Linked DNA regions of Mus musculus: region 1 is linked to region 2. A link is a contact called in public promoter capture Hi-C data. All regions are on one chromosome and are shown on one strand. The core of a region is the stretch at or near the end of the contact, and the rest is flanking DNA. Distances in the headings are between cores, read along the strand shown. Region 1 holds the start of Ogfrl1 (opioid growth factor receptor-like 1). Region 2 has its middle 38 kb from the start of Gm30442.

What was found. Promoter capture Hi-C pulls out the DNA fragments that hold promoters and counts their contacts.
Region 1: a promoter capture Hi-C map of liver shows a contact between it and region 2. The contact joins the promoter of Ogfrl1 here to the enhancer-like site in region 2. A contact is called at or near these places in 2 of 39 promoter capture datasets (both in liver), 4 of 484 Hi-C or Micro-C datasets (the N1E-115 cell line, adipose-derived mesenchymal stem cells and liver) and 3 of 9 other capture datasets (adipose tissue, liver and pancreatic islet).

Annotation. Positions count from the first base shown.
Region 1 is chr1:23,381,046-23,385,726 of GRCm38.p6, forward strand. It overlaps Ogfrl1 (opioid growth factor receptor-like 1), which reads right to left and starts at 2,130. Exons shown (of 7, transcript NM_001081079.1): 1 at 1,770-2,130. The coding sequence starts at 2,006.
Region 2 is chr1:23,159,978-23,164,964 of GRCm38.p6, forward strand. No RefSeq gene overlaps it. Among named protein-coding and RNA genes, the nearest start is that of Gm30442, 38 kb to the left of the region's middle. Within about 2 kb of position 3,599, at least 9 of the 459 cell types and tissues checked have an H3K27ac peak or open chromatin away from gene starts, as enhancers often do. A contact at or near this core is called in liver, where this site is marked.

The DNA.
Region 1 (4,681 bases), core at 880-3,379, 220 kb after region 2:
TTTTTCTCGTCTTAATCACAACCCGTATAGACAGCCTTATTCTCACCCCTCATGACTCTTTGATGACCTCTTATCTTGCATTGATTTTTTTTTTTTGAGTACAACTTATCCTAAATGCATGCCTATAGCTCCAGCTTAGACAGTATCTATGTATAGATACTAAATGCAAGCCTATAGCTCCAGCCTAGACGGAGCATCTATTTATAGAGACCATTAACTACTCGCCCATCCACTTGGGTGTCTAATAGGACGCAAAACTTAGCATAAGCCTTGACTTAACCTCTGAAACATCTTTCACCCCAGGTTTCCTCACCTCAGTTAGTGGTACCATCTTTTGTCTAACGTTTACAGAGATGGATGAGAGCAAAGACAGTGAGCGGGTGAAACCAGTCTGCAACCTCCTTTAAAGGGGGAACTGACCGGTCCGCATAGTGGGCAAATAGAGTAAGGAGTCAAAACAGCGTCACAACGATTATTTAAGAAGTCTGGTGGAACTTCCAGGAACAAAAATTAACAATTAAAGGATGCTCTATTCTTACTCAGGTTGCAGAGTATTTGTTGAAATGGTATGTTATTTTACAATTGACCTAGTTAATTGTATTAACAAGTTTTGTTTTTGTTTCTTTAATTCCAAACTTCTCAGTGGCTATTTGCTATTTACTTGGAAGACAAATGGGAGGATAAGACGCTGAAATGTGGCATGCGCTATTGTTTTGGGGTTGAGCACATAACACTAAGTGCAAAATACAAACGGGAACAGAAGACAAGGGCGGCCAAGATCTCATTAGCAGGGCCAAGGCCCTCACTTTGGCCACAGACATACTTTTCTCCTCGTATGCTTTGGGCAAGATTTCCTTTAAGGCTCACAGTTCTCCAAAATGGGGAATTAAAACGGACCGCACACCTGGAAATTGCATTCCATTCAATAACACGCTCAATTAACCTGGATGGGAAGGCTCGGACTTCCTGGAAAGGTGATGCTTCCCCTAAAGTCACATTGGATTTTGGGCTCCATTTTCCTTCAAGTTGTAAGAGGGAGGCCTAATACAGAACCACCAACCTTAAACGGTGCAGACTTCTTTAAAAATATACAGTTCCTCCTTTTAAAAGTTTCTGAAGCCACAAGAGGTTAAGGGACGCCATCTATCTCTCTTCTAACCTATCTACCTAATTGTATTGGTCAACTGACTTAAGCTTGGTTGGATCAACAAGTCTTCTGGGTGAACGTAAATGTTAAAGGAATACTCAAGTCGTTGAAAGGTTTCTCTTGGGGAAATGAACGGTGTTATTTTAAGTTTGCTCAGGAACCTTCTGTGATACTTTTAATGCCCGTTGGACCCTCGCTGGGAGGGGGAGGCTGCGGGCCGCTTCACAACTGCAGTTGTCTTGCTCTGAATAATATTTTAAATCTTTTTTTAAAAAATTAAAATTAAAAAAAAATCAATAACAGGCACTGGCCGGGTCCTCCTCACAATCTTCTATTTTTAGTTTAGTTCCTCCCACCCCACCTTCGCATCACCCAGCTGCGCTGCAGAGGCAAAGAGAACACCGAGTGGGGTCGGGGTCTGCCTTGGGGAGACTTCCCTGCGAGGTTCACAGCAAGGCCCCCTGGGCTAGCAGCTAGCCACCTGGGCACCGCAGGCTCCCTTAGGTCGGGTGCCCGGGCCAAGCACGCCGAGCATCCCGCCCTGCATCCCCGGGGGCAGTCCCCTCCCGGGCGCCGGGAGCACGACCTCGCCGGGCCCACCGTGGGTCCCGGGGCCGCGTACCTGCTCCGCGCCCGCCGCCTCGGCGTGGTCCTCGGGCACGGGGCTGGCGCGGGGCCGCCCTCCGGCTCTCTCGGGAGGTTGCTTGGGCTGCTCCGGCTCGTCGTGCTGCTGGCCCTCGCCACCGCCTGCCGGCCCCGGCTGCTCGGGCTCGGGCTCCGAATCGGTCTGCCAGGTGGAGTCGCAGTCCTCCACGGTGGTGGGCTCGCGGAAGCTGACCCCGCCGAGCAGGTTGCCCATTGAAGAGGCGGCGGCGGGCGCGGGCTGCGGTAGCGCGCTAGGGCCCGGGCATGGCCGCGCTCCGCTCGCTCGGGGCGCAGGCGGCTGCTCGCCCGGCCCGCGCCGCACAGCTCAGCGCGGCCGCCGGCGCTCCGGCGCACAGGCGGGGAGGAGCCGGGCCCCCCGGAGCCGCCGCCGCACGCGTCCCAGCCAGCCCATCCCGCCGCCGCCCCGCCCTGCCCCGCCCCGCCCCAGCGAAGCCAACCCACTCCCGAGCGCGCGGCACCAGCTCCACCGGGACGCGCCCCCCTCCACGGTCCCCGGGAGTGGCCAGGGGTCAGCTGCCCCGCCCCCTGTGGACCGGGATCCGCCCCCTTGGGGCTCCTCCCAGCCAAGCGAGAAGCCTGATCCCGCCCAGGTCAGAGAGTGGAAGGAGGTGTCTCCATCAGCAGACCGGTCCTGCCCACACCCCCGCCCCCACTGGCTGCTCCAAGAGGAAGACAAATTAGCCACAGCAGAAGACAAAAGCTAATCTTGACAGTGCACCCTCTAAACAGGAAATCCAAGCTTCGGGAACAGTACTTAAGGCCACCTAGAATCCCTGCGGTCTATAAAATAAAAGTCAGAGCTCTCTGTCCCCTCATCTTAAAAGCAAACTTCTCTCGAAACAAAGGAGCAAGAAGAATTAGGCCAGCACATTTATTTCATCAGTGAGTAGTCCACATTTGTGCTCTGGGCAGAAAAACGTCGGCATTTATACAATGAACAGGCTGGTTCTAAGTGGAGTGCTGAAGACTATGGTTCTAAGGACCAGAGGCAAACCTGCTGTAAGAATACTTCTAGGCAAAATAACAACCAAAGCATCTGAAAATGGCAGAGCGTGAAACCAACTCCAGGAGCTAGTGGCCCGATGCCTGCACCTGAGTCTTGATGGGATTTTTTCTGCCGTGGGACATTGCCTGGGATCATGGGTTAGTTTTATTAGATGCATCAATTGTACTCAGAACTAGTAATTAAATAGATTGCAAATCCAGGTAGATGGGTATTGCTTAAGGAAGATTTGGCTAGAAGATGCCTCTCCACAGATAAATCAGTGGTTGTTTCTTTCCAAACTTCACAGTAGGGTGTGACTCTACTAGCAGTTTCTGGCTTTGGACAGGTCACGTAACTTCTTGAGACCCCGGTAGTCTCCTCATCTTCAAAATGAAGCCAGGTTTTTCTCTCTGGAATGGCATCTAGCTTCACCTTTAATGACCTTATGACTATCAGGGGCCACACAAAAAGAACGTTCTGGTCAGATATTCATTCATAAAAACTGATGATATTAGGATGAAGTCCTTGTCAGATCCAAACAAAATTAGAACTTGACAGTATTATTGGGGGAGGGGTGTTCATACCTGTCTGAGGTAGGGAGTTTCTTGGTTGATAAGATGTTTGTTTTAATAGGCCAGCTTGCTTTGCGCACCTCTCCCACAACAGGGGGTCGGGAAGGGGATAGGATTATCTGTAACATTAAGACTGCAGCAGTCCATACGAATGCTCACGCAGAGAATTTGCCTAGCAATCCTACAAACTATACAAGGGAACCCACCTCAAGACCTTCTTCCCCCCTCCTCCAAAACCCAAAGTCTTGATATTCAAGACGTTTTTGTAAGTTTATCTCTTTTTAAATTTAGAGTCGAATCCTTCCTCAAACCCTGTTGACTATATCTGTGGTTAATTCTTGTTCGTCTCCTCTCTCCCAGGGCTCTGCTCATCCCAAATAAATGTCACTGCAGAGAACCTCTGATCATGGTTTATGTTGACAATGACTTAGTGAGAAAAAAAAAAAAAAAGTATGGGGCAGCTGTAGAACAAATCAATCTGACACTGTTAAAATTCAGGGATTCCATTTGTCTTCCATCAGAACCGGACTAGAATACACTGCAAAGTGAACATTTAGTCCAAGATCGGAGCTGAAAGCCTAGTGGTAATGTGCCCAGGTGCTCTACCTGTTTCCCACCTGTATTGTAGAATAAGTCCATTGCAATGTCTTTGCTGTCCTGTAATTAGGAGTCTATTTTCCCTGCTCCCAGAATGTCGTAGTTGCATGGAGTTCTTTGTCTAGGGTTGAGGCCCCATGAGACTTCCCCCTTTTCGTGTTAGCATGTCTATCGGTGCCATCCCTGTTCAGCTCATGTTCATGAGTCTTCCTGGGTGTAGCTTCCCTGACAGGTCTAGAAGAGGAAATCGCAAAGCAAACTCCTGTTTCTCTGGCTCTTTCAGGGTTTCCCCTACCTCTTCCACTATATGCAACAATAATTTTTTTAAAAACATAGTTTGTGAACTTGATTTTTAAAAATAAATAGAAGGGAGTAGGGTACATGGGAAGGGTTGGAGGGAGGAAAGGGAAGGATAAAAATAATATAATCATATTTTAATTTCAAAATTTAAAAAAAAGAGAGAAAGAGAAAGATAGAGTTTTAACCCTCACTCTTGAATTGGTTATAATCTACCTTAAAAAATAGAACCTGGAATAAGATATATTTTAAGATTTTCAAAGTTAAGCCAAAGGGAACTTTGCATTTTCAGTATATTAGTTTGGGTTATTCCCTCTGATAGCTCTGGGCTGACATGTAAATTCAACTCCTATGATAGTGCCTCGCCGAAAAGGCCACTGGATGTGGACCCTGGCCAGGTCTGCCGACTAACCCCTG
Region 2 (4,987 bases), core at 2,349-4,848:
AGACATTCAACCCAAAATTTGTCCTGTCTATAAGAAATGCAAGGACAAACACGGAGCAGAGACTGAGAGAATAGCCAACCAATAACTGTCCCAACTTAAGACCCATCCCATGGGCAAGCACCAATCCCTGACACTATTAATGATACTCGGTTATGCTTGCTGACAAGAGCCTAAAGTAATTGTCCTCTGAGAGGGTCCACCCAGCAGCTGACTGAGACAGATGCAGAGCCCACATCCAAACATTGGACAGAGCTTAGGGACTCTTATGGAAGAGTTTTGGAGAAGGATTGAGGACACCAAAGGAGATAGGAACTCTGCAGTAAGACCAACAGAGTCAATTAACCTGGACCCTTGGAGGCTTTCAGACACTGAGCCACCAACCAAAGAGCATACATGGCCTGGACTGATGTCCCCAGCACATATGTAGCAGATGTGCAGCTTGGTCTTGGTGTGGGTGTCCTAACAACTGGAGCAGGAGTTGTTGCCTGCCTGTGGATCCCATTCCCCTCCCTAATTGGGCTGCTTTGTCAGGATTCAGTGGGAGAAGATGTGCCTAACGTTGTAGAGACTTGATGCTCTAGGGTTGGGGAAATACTCAGAGAGACCCCCCCCCCACCCTCTCAGAGGAAAAGTGGGGAAGGCAGAGGGACTGTGTGAGGGAAAGACCAGAAGGGGGCAGCGATCAGGATGTAAAATGAATAAATTAATTGATAGAAGAAAAAAGAGTAACAATACCAAAATCTGGCCAGTATTCAGGTCTCTGTTGGTAAAGAATTAACGATTGAATAATACAATGACAACCTTCACACAATGTACAAAAAGGTCACCCCAACAAAGACTTCATTAATAGGCTACAAGCAGTATAACAGTAAAGACCTCTAGTTGATCTGACAGAGCAAGATGCCAAGCGGAACATTCCCTCTTTCCCTCTTATTTTAACCATTGCACAATACACTACAACAATAATAAAATTAAATCTAAACTCACAGTCAGAGTTGGTGACAGGAAGTGAATGGAAAGCCTTAGTAAAATATTGGATGTTTTCAGGATGGTTGGTGACACCACCCAGGAAGCTCACTGGAGGCAGGATCTGAACACCTGACACAAATCAGAGAATGAGGAAGCTGGCCTATGAGCATGACAGGGATGGGGAAAGCTGCCCCACTAGAACCCTAACCAGCTTGGACAGCACTATAATGTCCCAGAGCTGGAGTAGAAAATAGGTACCCATGCACGGTAAGAATTCATACCTGAGTCTCACACACTGTCTGAAGTTAAGCAATGCGTATGATACAAACCATCCTTGTGAGAAACTGGTTTGAAAACTCAACGTTGAAAATCCAGATGTTGCCAACACAAGTCATTCTAAGTTTCACATGCAAGCCATAACAGAGACCTCAACACACATGGTCGAGTGGACCAGCAGCAGAGAGTCTGATGAGAAAATCATATTGGTGAAACAGATGCAAATAGTTCTAACAAGAGTAAAATTAACAATGAATGCACAGTCAAACCTGAAAGACCAGGGTAGTGGTAAAAAATAAAATAAAATCTCCTGTGGCCACTTGCCTTATCTTTCTTAAATGAATTAGGCCTCACAGCCGAAACTGAGTGGCCCAAGAAAGTGTAGAACAAGAGAAGCAAAAACCGAAGCTCATCTCCTTAAAAGCTCTAGTCAGTCTCTGAGGCACATATTGATAGGACAAATAGAAAGAAAATGGCAGAGAAGAATAAGCTGACATCCAAGCTGCCAATCACTGAACTGAGGGGACTATGGGATTTACATTAGGTCAGTCTATTGTCTGTGAAAACAGAAATGTTAACAGTCTTTGAAGCAATATAACAGAGCCCAGAGTCTACACAGCATAGTGACCATAGTCTCCATAATCTGGTCTAAAATTATTCAACAAGGAGTCTAGAAAGTGTGTATTACTGCTAAGAGAAAAGACAAAGAAATGTCAACTCTGAGATCTCCCGGGCATAGGAATTATCTGGAATAGACTGTAGAGAATGTTTGGTCTTCATAACAATGCAAGTGACAGAGGAAAGAGTCGGTGAACTCAAATACAAATCACAAAAATCAGGAGGAAAAAGAAAAGGAGAAGGAAAGAGGAAAAGAATATATAACAAAGAGAAGGAAGGGAGGAAAGAGATTTTCCTTTGGAAAGGAAGTCTTCAGAGATCTGTAGAATGATGCCAACGTCTGCATGGAAAACCGTAGTCCTGGAAAGGATGTAACAAATGAAGCATAAAACAGAAACTATGTGGAGATATCATCAGAAAGCATAACATTAAGGAAACCTATAAATTTGCACATCCAAGAAACTTAGGGAGGTCCACACATGATCAATCAGAACATAGCACATCACAATCACACAACTGAAAAATAAAACGCATGCACATCATTAATTAAACAGAGGAAAATGTCTTATACGCAGGAAAGTGATTTGCTTTATAACAGAAACCACAAAGGAAAGAAAAAAAGAAAATACTATCCTTAATTTATTTAAAGTGAGTACACTATTAATTTAGAATTCTAGAGTCAGCAAGAATAAGGTAAAACAAAGATGTTCTTTAAAAACAAAAAACAAAAACTCAAAACTCACTGCCTCTGAATATATACAAAAGGAATACTAGCAACAATTCATTAGACTTAAGGGAAATTACAACATGAGAGACATCTTAGACCATTACACAAAGCATAGTACTAAACACAAAATGAAAGAATTCTGTACATGTGTTGTGAATAGTAAGGTTAGAAACTAGAAAGACCAAATTTATCAGTAAAAGAGTACTTTGGCCCAAGCGATAGAAAACTAAAAGAAAAGTCACTGGAATCTGAAAGCTACAAAATATCATGGGGGAACTGATTGGAATTTATGGAATGTTACAGACAGAAATTATTTCCATTTAAGACACAAAATGTTACACACTCCGTTAATCCATTTGTTATGCAAAACAACAAGAAAAAAAACACAGCAAACAGGTCGGGGGAGGGGCAGCGAACAAACACCTAGGAGCACTGCAACTCTTTCAGGAGTGATGAGAACAAACATACAGTGAAACCATTGTGATTGCGATTCACTATGTCTCTATCTTGACTAATTGAGTGATTCACCTAATGAGCATTTTGATGCACATTCAGCATTTAACGAAGAATATTCATGTTATTCATTAGAAGTCTGAAACCTGAAAAAATTAGACCAGGGTTCTCTTGTTTATTTGTTTTAAATTACCTTCTTAAGTTGCTTATATTTCATTGTAATAATGACCACTATAATTTTTACAAAGTCAGCAAATTAATTTGGAAAGTAAATTGATATTGAAGAAATGAGAATAGCATGAGGACCTGTTTTTATAAGGCTAAAAGCTGAATAAAATACACATAAAATCTGGATGCTTCTTATGTCATTATAAAGTCTATCAAAAATTTTCAGTATGTCTTAAGTGTGGAATATCAGAAAAGGGGAAGAACGTTTACAAAAGAGAAAAATCTGCATAAATACAAAACAAAAACTCAGGGGGTGGAGGGTGCATGTACTTTGTCCTCACACATTCCTGAACCCTGCCTTCCTGAATGGCAGCTACCACAATCCATGGAGCAAATCTGTGCAAATATGTACAAAGATTTTCCATTAACCCAGGTTAAGTTTTCCCTTCACTGAAGCCAAGGAGAACCAATGACGGCTTCCAAAGGAAGGGAAATGACCTTGCAAAATAGATTATTTCAGCATACAAAACACTACATTAAATACGTGTCCAATCCATAGTTTTATTAAACTAACCAACAAACGAACCAAGAAAGGGTTGCTTTCCAGTATTGCTCAAGGTATACGTCATCAATAGATTGACATTGCATCAGCCTGCCTCACCCTTTAAGCCAAATTCAGAGGGATTTGGTTTAAGTTTTCTGAAAAGATAGGCAAGTCACATATTATCATTTTGCAGAAGAGTTTTGTATTTCAGAGTGTATATTGACGCCTGTGCACATACAGAGGAACACACAATTCTCTAGGTTACAAATCTTGTGTGAGATTTTGCCTCTCAGCCCCTCCCAAAACTAAAGCACACTCATTTTTCTATTATCACTATCATCTGCCATCTAAATCCCTATCATGTCTATTTAAAGGCTTAGTGAAGTATTTCTGTGGCAGTTTGCCCAGGGAGTGGCACTATTAGGAGGCATGGCCTTGTGGGGGAAATGTGTCACTGTGGGAGTGGGCAATGAGACCCTCTCTTAGCTGCCTGGGAGACAGACTCTCCTGGCTGAAGTTGGATCAAGGTGTAGAAGTCTCAACACTTCCAGAACCTTGTCTGTCTGCACACTGCCATGCTTCCCACCATGATGATAATGAACTGAACCTCTGAAACTGTAAGCCAGTCCTACTTAAATGTTGTTCTTTGTAACTATTGCCTGGTCATCATTTCTATTCACAGCAATGGAAGCCCTAACAAAGAAAATCCTTATCATCTCTATTTAAAGGTTTACTATTGAAAAAATATGAGAAAAAAATAAGAAATATAAAGTCTGAGGAGGGGCAAATTGGAGGTCAGACTCAGTGGCAAATGCCGAGAATATAAAGCTTAGCATCTAAGACATGCTGAAAATTTTTGATGGGCCTTATTAATATTTACAAATAATGTCATAATTAACATCTAGATTTTAAGTGATTTTTATTCAGTTTTATTTTATTTATTTTATTTTATTATAGAACATGATTTTAATATTTTCAACTGTCAATATTCAACATACAAAATAATTATTTTAAGATATATTTTGCAGTTATGTCTCCCTTTTCATTTCTGATTTTATTAATTTGGATACTGTCTCTGTGCCCTCTGATTAATCTGACTAAGGATTTATCTATCTTGTTGATTCTTTGTATAGTTCTTTTTGTTTCTATTTGGTTGTTTTCAGCCCTGAGTTTGATTATTTCCTGCCATCTACTCTCTTCTTGGTTGTATCTGCTTCTTTTTCTAGAGCTTT